Linked DNA regions of Anas platyrhynchos: regions 2 and 3 are each linked to region 1. Evidence: chromatin contacts called from public Hi-C data. All regions are on one chromosome and are shown on one strand. Each heading gives the region's core, a stretch centred on a gene start, on an enhancer-like site or on the middle of the called end of the contact. The rest is flanking DNA. Distances are from core to core; before and after follow the strand shown. Region 1 overlaps PPP1R12A (protein phosphatase 1 regulatory subunit 12A). Region 2 overlaps OTOGL (otogelin like). Region 3 holds the start of RPS16 (ribosomal protein S16).

Region 1 (4,071 bases), core at 636-3,135:
AAATTTCAGTGACATCCAGACCGAATGAGTGGAAGCATTACATGCTTCTGGAAACATAAGGTGCCATTTGTTTGTTTTGTTTTGTTGCCATTTTGTTTGGGGTAGCATATGACGTTGCTAAACTCCCTTTTCACCCATGAAAAATGCCTGTGCTACAAGGAGGTTGAGGTGCTAATTTCTTCCCTTTTGGTATATACGTACAAGCAATACTAAGATCTAAATAGTCATTTCATGGAAAACTAAGAAAAGACCACCATACCTGAAAAAGTCATGGTTTTTTCATAAATAACTTCAACTTTTTCTGTTTTTAAACAATATTATATAATGCAACTTCAGAACCCGAGGCTTTCCTTTTTATTCAAATTAGCTACAAGCAAATTTACAATAGACTATTTTTTGTATTCTTCAGTCAATTCAAACCATAACAGATATTCCATAGCAACAAATATGCAAGAAGGAATTTAATTGCAAAAAAACACCCACAAAGTTGGACAAAAGATTCTGTTCAGTAAGAAGATCTGGTAAAATGTTATGTCAAGGATGAATTTAAAGACATAACTTTACTATCGTAAAATAACATAGGCATGTAATACATTAAGTGTTTTAAGCAGTCAACTGAATTTCTAGACTCATTCACTTAATCTGCTAAAATAGTCATTTCAGCCTCCGCAATTTAATAAAAAATAATAGAAACTGCTGAAAACCCATTAATCTGGGTTAAGTCTGCAAGATACAGGAAGATATGATTGTTGAAGCACTAAGCAGAGCCTATGGAGAAGCTAAAATATTGAAAGAAAGTAGGGTAAAAATTAAAGAAATGTATGTTTCTAAAACTGTCCATCTTAACCCAATGCATGACAAATAAATCTGAACAGAGATTAAATTTCACATATCTAAAAATCTTTAGAACTCTGACCGATATGAAGAATTAAACCCAGAAACTGAATCAATAATGTGTTTATAATCATGTATTCTCATTCCTCCAGAAGACTTCTACATATTGTATGTATGAACTAGTGCAAACTGTAAATTTCTGGGGCCTTTACATTTCATTTTCTTTCAGAATGACACAGCAGTGCAGATCAGCAGATCTTGGGAAAATAATTCTCTGGAGTTAAATCATTTACATTTTAGTGTTTCCTGCCAGGCACAATTATGCCAATAAGTGGTTTATATATCACGTTAGGCACACTTATGTCCATCCCCTTCTTGCATGCCAGAGTTCTAAGTGAAAATGCTCGTGGCACAAGCAACTTTCTGCAGGCGAACAATCCTACATAAATTCCTTTCAACGGAAAATTGCCCACGTGTCTGTTTGTTTTGAAGCACTTTTGAGAAAACGTTCCTCCAAAAGCCTGATCCTGAAATTCCAATGGCGAATGTTTAACCATAATTTCTACGTAGGCCTAGAGAACTAAATAATTATGACAAAATATCAGTGCTTTGGCAGAAGAAGTAATAAATGTTAAATATAATACCCTGTAAGTATCATAAATGAATGTGTCTGTGAAGCCCAAAGAAGACATAAAGGCTGTACAGGACCAACAGCTGCATCAATACGTTATTTTACAAGACAGTACATTTCTGATCGTGTTTCAACAGATGAAAGTAAGAGAATCTTGCCGGTCTAAATAAAACACCTCACGGTACTAACTGGCACGAAAATGGGTATTTCTACGAACTTTGTGTCACAGAAAAAGGGCTGTGCTCTGAGATAAGCTAAATATAGCTCCCATTATTAAATACAGCAAAGAGAACATGAAGAGCCTTTATTATACCTTATATGGACCTTCCTCCTTGCTTTTGCTTTTGCGACTCTGCCCGGAGACGCCAGGGTGAAGGATCCCGCTGCCGCACCTTTCCACCACCACTTTCTGCCTCCGGCCCGTAGATGGCAATGTGCTGCTGCCTCTCGGCTCCAGCCTGGCTTCCAACACCCCTGCGTTAACCTCTGGCAGCCCAGGCACGGCTCCGATCAGTAATAATTTACAGCGAAATGCTCTCATTTCTCCTATCAAGGCGTGTCAGTCAGCAGCTGTGAGGAGGTCCGACACGCTGGGCTGCGCGGGGAGCAGACGGCGGAGCTGAGCGGGACCTGAGGCGCTGAATCAGAGCCCGAGCGCGGCTCGGCCATATAAAGGCATGTTTCATAGATACCGCCGGCAACAGCGGCCCGCTTTTTGACTTCATCGAGTTAATGTTTATATACAAACGTAATAGTTCGCATTTCAGCCGCATAAACAAAGCTGAGTTAAGCAATACATTGGAGAGAGCCTCATTACATTTACCTATAATTAAGAATGAGGAACACTGGCTTCTGCTTGGAAATGAGAAGCGGCCTGCCTCCCGCCACAGAGGAAGTGCCGCGCTGTATCCTCACCTCCTGATTCACCTCACATCACCTCTCCCCACCAGCTCACCTCCCGAGAATGTAGCCTACCATCCAAAATAACCACTTGAGCAGTTAAAAACACTTTTTAAAAGACTTCTGATGATAAATAGCCTGCCACCACTAAAAAAATCGCTTCAGACCAATGCTTAACCCTACTGAAGACTTGAAGGAGAGGCAGCATTTAGAGCTGGCCGGCTTTAAATGTGATTAAAGTGGCAGCTAGGATTGTGGCCAGGGCCAAGCAAAACAGCTCTCAAGTCTGCCAGCTTTCACCAGTGCATACGAAAAGACTTTACTAGCAAAAGACAGCTTCCATAGCTATGGTATGCTGATATGCCACAGAGCATAAGTAAAAAGGGTCACATCAAGAAACTGGAAATAGTGCTTTTAATGTAAAGGTTAAAAATGCTGTGCATTGCAGTGGCATCTATATACATGGGACTGGTCCATGATAAAGCCATCCGACATACGGAGGAAACATCAAAAAAGGTGCTAGGAGAAGTTTTTGTATAGCACGCCAAACAGTTAAAACATATGGTGTGCAAAGACTAGTTGTTCAGCACTGCACCTACATAACTTCCATAAACCAACTACTTTTGCTACCAGTGAAGTGTTTTGTTCAGATCTGTGTCAAAAAATCTGTATATATTGCTATGGCATATTTTTAATTTACCTTCTCATGAAGTATAAAATTAAATTGTGTTTTAAGCTTAAAAATAATTAATCCATTAACTGTTCACTCTAGAAATAATGTAATAAATGTAGCTTTATTTATATAACAAAACAAATATAAAAAGAGAATGTTGCAAAATTAGTCCGAATTAGACAAAATTCAGCAAAAAATCTTAATCTTCCTTTGAAGGTTCAGGTAGAAAAATGCTTTCCCTATTATCAGAGTGCTGTGGTTTCATCTATAGGATAACAAGTCCGTTAGTTGAGAATGACTGCAGAGCCCATTATATCAACGAAGGCCTGCTGTATGCTCAGCAGAATACAAGGTGGTCGTGTTGGGGGACCTGTGGCCCACATCAGAGGACACAAGAAAAGAGAGAAGAAGCATGAACCAAGGGTCGCAGTTTAGAAGTGTTAAACACAGAGATGAGAATAACTGAAGAAGGACAATAATAACAGGCAAGGTCTGTTATTTCGTGTCCAACCAAAAGGACATGTAGAACGGGAAGCTTAATTGGGATAGTTGACCACCTCCTCTCTAGACAGTTCAGATTTTGTAATCTGAATGCTAGAACAGGATGCGCAAACACTTTGGATCCTTCTCTGTATTAAGCCTGCAATGTCACATAGAGCTGAATTGTATCCTATTCTATAATTTCTGTCTGTGAATTTAGCATCTCCAGAGGCTCCCATTTTTAGTGCTGTTGTTAGATATGTCCTTAAAATGTAAGTCAATGTTTGTGAAAATTGGTCATAAATACAAACTAATGAAGGCTGAACGGAAAGACTCTGATTTAAACTCTTCCTATATAGACTCAAGGTCTGCAGAAGCAGCAAAAAAAGGATAAGCTAGCATGGTGATTCTCCTCAGATCTCTAACAGAAACAATGTCAAACATCATCACTTCAAAATATCTGAAATCACAATGAATCAGATCAGAGTGATCCACAAAATAGCCCTGACTGCTGATGCCAATATGTAGGAAGCCATATTCATCACATTAACTA
Region 2 (4,071 bases), core at 659-3,158, 200 kb after region 1:
TGGATTTAAAAAGTGTTACTGATTAAATGCAAGAACACCCAACAACTCTAGACTGCCATAAAATTACAACTAAATATCTCTATAATAAATAAAAACTGATATGATGATCTATTTTTTCTGTTGCTTGTATACATGTACGCATACTTGTAATGATCTTTCTCAAGAGTTGTTGAGAGTTCATGTTGCCTGAGGTTTATAATTTTAGGAAGTCTCTTTTAAAGAAATAGAAAGGAGTTATCATGAATGCATTAGCAGACATCTGGAAGTAGTTTGAGAGTGAGTCAGTAGCTGGGATAATCTCTCTCCCTTTGAATTTTCTTCAGTGATTCTATTTAGTGTTGCTCTCCTCCATCTTTACTCAATTGTATGACAGTAACAGGAATGTGTCATATCGCACAGACTCATTGCAAATTTCTTTGCCATATTTTAAGTGCAAATAATCACATAGTCTGCCACTGTAGAAGACACTGATGGAATTAAAAAAATTTTGGATGTATATGAGCAATTTATCTCTTTTAGGTTCATAGTTCCTAAGTGTGTTTTTGTATACTTATATAGAAATAACATAAGTGGGAAAATAAATAATATTACTATTCCTTTTCTCTCTCCTGTGAGAGGACAACTTCTCTCTTTCCTATAATATTGTATCCAAAATCTCATGCAGGTTTTCTCCTAAACTGAGACAGTGTGTATCAGTGCCATCTGCTGACTTTGAATAATATTGCTCCAATATTTGAATACCTATAGGGAAAACTGATGGTACAAATTTGTTCAGGATAAGCAGGTATTATATAGTTATACAGAATGTATGTGTATCATTTTGGAATGGTATAGGAGAAATTATCATAAAAGCAAAACAAAAAGAAGCCTTTCAATTAGAGATGCTTCTTGGTGTCATCTGTGAATGAATTTTGAATAACTAATGTATTTTTAAAGATTATCTGGATATGAACCACCCTAGAAAATGGTACAATAAACTAACAGAAAGATCACGTCAGGTGCCAAATCATATGGCTGGTCTCCAAAGCCACTTTAATATTTATGCTGAAGTGCTCACTAAACCTAGGATAAGATGCTTTACTCCCCCTTGCATCAAGCCTGCTGAAGCAATGTTTTTGAATGTTAAATTCATTCAGAAGGAATTCAGAACACTCTAAACGACCATCAGAATAATTCTGAGTTTCCTGAAAGCTTGTCTGAACAGAACTAATAGCATTTCTCTTAAAATATGCAGGAAGGAGAAATATATATATATATATATATATATATATATATATATATATATATATACTTTTAAGAATAATGTGTATTTTTTTTTCATTGTTTTGGAGCTTTTGGCATGTATTTGTGTTTGCAGCTATATATGAAAAATCTCCAATGAGTCATGAAAATAAAAGGAAAATGGGGCCGATCTATCTCTGTCTAGTTTACAGTATGTCCCTAGATGCTTTTGTGGGCAACTTAGTTTGCAAGTTAGCATATTGTAGGAAACAAACAAACAACGACAACAAAGGAAGGCAGCATATCAATAACAGAAAAGAAGTCTTCATACTGACAAATTAGAGAGATTTTAATGAACCTTTGAAAGAAATAAATACAGCCCCCGTAAATCATCTCATCCCAGGCTTCAGTTTCATTATGTAAGTATGCTGCACAGTGCTGTTGTTGGTTGATAGAAATTTCTGCTGGGATATTGAAATAGAAAGTTTCTAACAAAAATAAGCCCTAGCATTCCCAAGCACTACTAAAAAAATGGAAAGGACCATGTTTTTTTGGATAGGAAGAAATATGGAAAAAAGTGCAGTGAAGTCTAGAAAAAGAATGTTCTGAGAAGCAGGACTGACAATGAGCGCTTGACTGACTGCCCAGATCTGTGACTCTGTCTTCCTTGTTGCTTGGCAACTCCATGTTATCACAAAGAAACTGATATTAAGTTGGAACAGGCTGGATATGGTAATTTACGTGGGAAGATACTCTTGCAGTGGGAAAACCATTTTATTTCTAGTTTCTGTCAGCGTAAGTAGGTTTCACATGATGAACTGTAGTACATCCCCTGTCGGGTGCATTTTACCTAAAAAGGTAAAGAGCAACTCTGCCTTGGAAAGGCTGTGGAAAAAAAAAAAAAAAAAAAAAAAAAAAAAAAAAGAGGAGAGAAGGAGAGAGAAAGAGAGAAAAAGAGAAAGAGAAGGAGAGAAAGAGAGAGAGAAAGAGAAAGAGAGAGAAGGAGAGAGAGAGAAAGAGAGAGAAAGAAAGAAAGAGAGAGAGAGAGAAAGAAAGGAGGAAATAACACCTTGTTATTTATTAGACTCCAAGTGCCTACTCAGACATTTCTTCCAACAGCATTGACAAAAGCTGGTTTTCATACCTGTGTGTGGATCCAGCACAGATTAGAGAGATAGAAATCGATCATTATCACTTATGTCACGGTCCCTAAGAGCTCCAGTGGTTTCCCCAAGACCTCACTGTCTTAAATAGTAAAAGACAATCCTCACTTTATCTAAATAGTCCTTGTTCTTTCTTCTGCGTTGGCAATAGTTAAACACTATATTTCAACCGTACTTTTCTTCCTTGCTGATAGCAGAGGCTGCTCATACAGCAGCTACAGACTAATTTGAAGCCCATTGTAGCCATGGTGTAATCAGCTTTGAATTTAGATGGTATTGCATGGGTGGGAAAAGAACCATTTTTACTGAGTTGTATGCAGAGAATGGCAAAGGTGCGTAAGTAAAGGAAATCTTGTCTTGAAAGTTTTCATCCATAAGAGATATCTGTTCTTAAATTTGTTTTAGGTCTAAGATTTAATTGGAAAGAGACAAAGTACAGAAGATTCAGTATTTAATGTAAACCTTTTTTTTTTTTTTTCTTAAATGTCTGTTTACGCATAGTTCTATTGAACTGCATTTCCATCCTGCACCATTTCCAGTAATTTAACACCAACATGAAGTCCTACAAGTAAGGAAGTACTTCACATGTCTTCAGGACTCCCTGTTCTGGCTTTGGTCAGCAAAACACTCCCTGTCTCCAGGCTTCTCTCTGCTGCAGAGTTAACTTGAAATATAACTCAACTTTTGCCCTTGGCTCAAATCCCAACCATACACAAAAACTTCTGTCTCGAGTATGTTGATGCTGTTCTGCTGAAGGGATTGGCCTGGACTGTCAGAAGGCACAGGCAGCAGTTTTGATTAGCATAGCTAGTACAGTTACCCAATGCTGCTCCAAGAACTTGTCTTCATTGCCAAAAAAGGTGTATTTTTACTGTGGGATAATTAGCCTGAATTAACAATCCTTATTTAAAATAAAACCCTCCATCTCTTTCCTTACAGCGAAGACATTGCTTCCCCATTAACTCAGAGTACCCCCTTTTGCTGAGGCTAAGCTAACTGAAGAGGAATGAACTTTGCAATGAAAACAGCCCGTAATGTTCCAGGCATCAATTAGATCTGCAGACTGCAAGCTAAGCCCCTTTCTGAACTGACTCATGGCAGGGGGGTAGCTTCCTTGCTCACTTTTCCCTTGGCCAGCATAGAAGGTATCGACTTGCATCCTATCTACCAAACTAATGAGTTTGTCTCCTTTTTAATTTACCACATCACCTCCAATAAATCCCAAAATGCTCTGGGCTGTTATCTGACTCGGAGGGGAATAATTACTGGATGGGCTCCAGCAGTAAGCCTGGCTTAATTAAAACATAGTGCATTTCCCAAAAAGGTAGCGACCAATTTTATTCCGAGTGCAACCTAAAACAACTTTACTGCAGGACAGGACAGATGAACCTCGCTCTACCCCAAAGCTTCCAGTACTTTTGAACTGTGTTCCCCTGCTAAATGGTGAGGAGCAGAGCTGCTTTCCTGCGGCCCCTCACCACTGGCTTCTAGACCCTGCTTAGCCCACCTTAACCACTGTGTTCCCAGCTGATTGCTGGCACACACCACCCACTTGTTTCTTACACCCTGGTGTTAGGGTAAAAAAGCTTGCTGGCATCTACTGGATCTCATATTCATCGCATCCACTCACACTTGTAGTCTTGTAGTCTTCTCTGTGCCAAGCAGCATCATTCTCTGGTTTGTGGAT
Region 3 (4,071 bases), core at 398-2,897, 140 kb after region 1:
AGGAAGTAAGCAGCACAAAGGATTTAACCTTTTTGTTTGTTTGTTTCTAGACTATGCTACCAATATATGCTGGTTAACTTATTTTTCTAATGGAAAGGTATATATTTGTAGACACATTACCAGCTTTGTAAACAGACTTCTGGGATTAATGTTTTTTTTAGTTCTAGGTAGAATGTACAGCAGACTAGTACCCAAATGAGAATGAATTTTACAGGACCTAAGAAAGCATTCCTACAAAAGTTGAGCTTTATACAGCAGGTATTTGAATCCCCCCGCCCCCCCCCCCCCCCCCAACACACACACTTTTTAAAGGTGCATTTAGTATTAAAACATGGCTTTTCATTAGCAGACCTCAGATAATACCCACAAAAGGAACTGATTTAGATTTGCTTTCTGTTCCTTTAAAATACTGAATACCAAACAAAGCTCAGTTGGTAATGGCTCACCTTTGGGTTGATCATAAGTGTTAGCTGAACATTTTGGTCTACCTGGGTAAATAGGTAATACATTTTCTTCTTCATCTGAATACAGGTTTTGTTACGTCTAATACCTCAGCTCCTGCAGCTGCTTTCATTATGCAAGTAAAAGATCTCTTATACAGAGCCACCTATTTTCACCAAATATGCACAAACTAAGTTGGTTTCAAAATTTCCGTTCTTTGGTGAAAGCTAACTGAAATTGGCTAACAAGCTGGCTACCATTTCCCTCCCCCTGATGATGGTGAGAGAATGGATGATAGATGTGTGTGACTGCAAAAACACTTTTCCTTAAGAAACGGCTTTAAAAAAACAGAACACCAACTTTTCAGGTCACATGTTGAAGCTTTGTACAATTGAGGGTTTGAGATGTGCTAAATCTTACATGCTCTGTACAGCACTATTCACTTGGAGAGAACTAATCACTCAAATTGCATAAAGCTAAGTGCTTGTTTAAATCCTCACATGACTGATGACTAATGTTCAGTATTTAAAATTCTGTCCAAAGACAGAAGAACCGATTGTTTCATTTGAGCAGTCAACTTTCACATTAATCACAGTAATCTAAATCTCTATTGTTTAAAATACCTAAGAAGCGTGACCTCGCTTAATTGATAGCTTCGGCTTTTGTCTTTCTGGAGAATTTCACATACTGAATACAAACTGTAGAAGAAAAATATTACAGCCTGAAAATGACTTAAATTCCGTGTTTTATGACATAGTGAAAAGGAAAACGGAGATAAAAGGTCAATTTGACAATGCTCTGTGTGCTTGGATCCCTGAGTGTAAGCAGAACTCTGATTTCAGACGTAATGGTTGGCGAGTATTTACGAGGGTACGAGGAACTGCCTGGACGTGACTCAGCGTGTGATGTGACTGCAGCGTACAAAGTTTAATGGTTTATGTTCCCCAGCATTTTAACAGATTTGGAGGACCAACAACGCTGCTTTTGCGTGTGGCTCACACTCGGCGCAGAAAGCGAGTGACCCCACCACACCCCTCCCAGGGCACGGTCTGCGCAGCTCCCCCCGGGGACAAATCCTCTCTGAACTGAGCGTTCTCACAAAGGAATTTTGTTTCTATTTCATATTTATTTAAAAAAAACACCAGCGCCCCCCTCCCCCCCCCCCCGGCTGCCGTAAAGCACAGCCTGGCGGAGGCTTGGCGTTGCGTCGCGCGGCCGGAAGCGCGGCGCACTTTGCGGCGGGGCCGCCCCTGAGGCGCGGCCGGGCGGCCCCGTGCGCCCTTTCCGCCGCGCCGCCGCCGAGGCAGGGTGAGCGCTGCCGGGCTCCCCCCGCCGCCGGGCCCCCCCCGCCGCCGGGCCCCGCTGTCCCCCCCCCGCTCCCCACAGCGCTAACCCCGCGCCCCTCTCTCTTGCAGGAGTCATCATGCCGGCCAAGGGGCCCCTGCAGAGCGTCCAGGTCTTCGGGAGGAAGGTGAGGGCCGCCCCCGCCGCCTCCCCCCCAGGACTAGGCCGCGGCCTCCGGGTGCTCGGCGCCCACCCGGGCCCTGCTTGGGGGTGGCGGAGCCCGGCGCGGCCCCGGGGGTGGTGCCCTGGAGCTGCCGTGCGGCAGGGCCGGCGCTGGAGAGGCCTGCTCAGCATCCACGTGTCGTGGGGCGGCGGGCCTGCTGGAGATGGTGCCGCCAGGGAGCAGGCCCGGCCTCGCTGGTTCAGGGAGCCTCGTGGGGGCTCCCCGCAAAAGGGCCCGGATCATTTGCTGTGGTGCCCGGGAGTCGCGTTAAATAGATTGGGAAATAAAGCTTTTGGTGGGGGGATCCCATCGCCCCACAAGTCGTAGGTAGCAAGCTTTTATGAAGAATTAGGTCGCAAAATTATCGTTTTGATGAACGGATTGGGTATTTCTCCCACACTCAGATAAATATAATATTGTTAAGATGGTGCTGTAATACTCTAATATGTTGGAACGTAAAAAATTGTACTATCTTGTTTTTTGAGGGGTGCTAATATTCAGCACGAAACTAAAGATTTTAGATTGTTAAATTTTCAGAAGGTTTTACTTTATGTTGCTATTGTGAAAAATGAAGTGCTTCACTAACATGTGTTTGGACTTCTAGAAAACAGCAACTGCTGTTGCCCACTGCAAAAGAGGAAATGGCCTCATTAAGGTGAATGGAAGACCTCTGGAAATGATTGAGCCCAGAACTCTGCAGTATAAAGTAAGCATCTGCCTAGCCTCCCTACCTGCTTGGATATTAAAATACCTTTATCTACTCAATCGCTTGAGGATTGAAAAGAGTCGATTGCCTTATTGACAGTACTAAATATTTGTTGTGTGTAGAAACATAAACACTGCAGAAAATGCAGAAAACTCCTGTCATAATTGTGCTGTTGGCAGAGGGATTCTTGCTTAATTGGGTTAACATACCTTATTTACACTGTATAAGGTGACTTAACTTTGATACATGCAAACATACATATGTACACACAAAGAGTCTCAAATGAGCATGAATGATACGAAGTGCTGTGGAACAAAACTATGTAAAATCAGTTACCATGCGTTTTGTTGTCAGAAGTATTTTCAGGAGATAATCATTTTTTTACATTGAAACGGGAAACTTCAAAGCCTCCTGTTCAAAAGATTCATTAAAACTTAATAAAATAGTTGGTTGGCCTTTTCACAGAATCACAGAATTGTCTAGGTTGGAAGAGACCTCAAGATCATCGAGTCCAATCTTTTGAAACTTAAATAAAAAACCCAACCACTTAGTTTTACAACAGCATTAGTAAATGTCAAAGAACGTTGCAAGAGATGTACAAGTCCCATTTACATGGGACATGTACTTGTAAAATTAAGGCTGTGCTTTTCAGAATGTTTAGTAACTTCACATTTCGTAAATGTGCTACAAGCTCTAGTCCTTGCTGTCTCTGATCACAAATTAACTTTTTCATTGTTTTGTTTCCTAGCTGCTTGAACCTGTCCTGCTCCTGGGGAAGGAAAGATTTGCTGGTGTTGACATCAGAGTCCGTGTGAAAGGTGGTGGCCACGTAGCGCAAATCTACGGTAAGGCTTTCTGTGGAACCTTCTTTGTGGGATAGAACAGGTCAAATCGCACATGTGAGAGGCCTGAGTTGAGAGTAGCAGCTTGTGCATCTCGGTTTCACTACTCATGAAGTTTTTTGTATGGGCATAGTGGTTATATTTTATTTGCAGAGTTGTAACATCTGGAATAAGTTGAACTAAGGAAATTTGTGAAATTGTGAGGAGATTTGAGGAATGGATCTTGCATGTTGCACCATGATAATTGGAAGTGTGCCTCTATGCAAAAAGTTTTGGAAGGCAGAGAATGGGACTTACCATTAGAAATTGTCTTTAATCCTAAATTTTTAGGTTGTCCAGAATCATCTTTAATCTGACTTGCAGGGCTAGGTGGTGGTTCTTACAGAGTAGGTTGAGAATATACCTGCATTAGATAGGGTTGCTCTTTACCTGTGATAGATTTGTTTTGCTGTTACAGTTTGGATGTAGATCAGTGGAGTTGAAGCTGCTTAAAGAGCAGGGACATGTTTCAGTCTCTTAAGTAGATTGCATTAATATTTCAGAAAATTCAGTTTTTCATCAAAATACTGATCCTA

What was found. Hi-C and Micro-C count contacts between places; a contact is called where the count stands out from the background.
Region 2: a Hi-C map of subcutaneous adipose tissue shows a contact between it and region 1, with 2.4 times the contacts expected there. The contact joins two enhancer-like sites. A contact is called at or near these places in 2 of 8 Hi-C or Micro-C datasets (F1 follicle and subcutaneous adipose tissue).
Region 3: a contact with region 1 is called in a Hi-C map of subcutaneous adipose tissue, with 2.3 times the contacts expected there. The contact joins the promoter of RPS16 here to the enhancer-like site in region 1. A contact is called at or near these places in 4 of 8 Hi-C or Micro-C datasets (liver, skeletal muscle and subcutaneous adipose tissue).

Annotation. Positions count from the first base shown.
Region 1 is chr1:41,862,681-41,866,751 of IASCAAS_PekinDuck_T2T, forward strand. All of the region lies in intron 3 of PPP1R12A (protein phosphatase 1 regulatory subunit 12A), which reads right to left. Among named protein-coding and RNA genes, the nearest start is that of PAWR, 69 kb to the left of the region's middle. Within about 2 kb of position 1,886, at least 3 of the 8 cell types and tissues checked have an H3K27ac peak or open chromatin away from gene starts, as enhancers often do. A contact at or near this core is called in subcutaneous adipose tissue, where this site is marked.
Region 2 is chr1:42,058,248-42,062,318 of IASCAAS_PekinDuck_T2T, forward strand. The region is part of intron 26 of OTOGL (otogelin like); the gene reads left to right. Among named protein-coding and RNA genes, the nearest start is that of OTOGL, 47 kb to the left of the region's middle. Within about 2 kb of position 1,909, at least 1 of the 8 cell types and tissues checked has an H3K27ac peak or open chromatin away from gene starts, as enhancers often do. A contact at or near this core is called in subcutaneous adipose tissue, where this site is marked.
Region 3 is chr1:42,001,728-42,005,798 of IASCAAS_PekinDuck_T2T, forward strand. RPS16 (ribosomal protein S16) reads left to right here and starts at 1,648. Exons shown (of 6, transcript XM_027454251.3): 1 at 1,648-1,749; 2 at 1,857-1,912; 3 at 2,553-2,654; 4 at 3,403-3,499. The coding sequence starts at 1,865.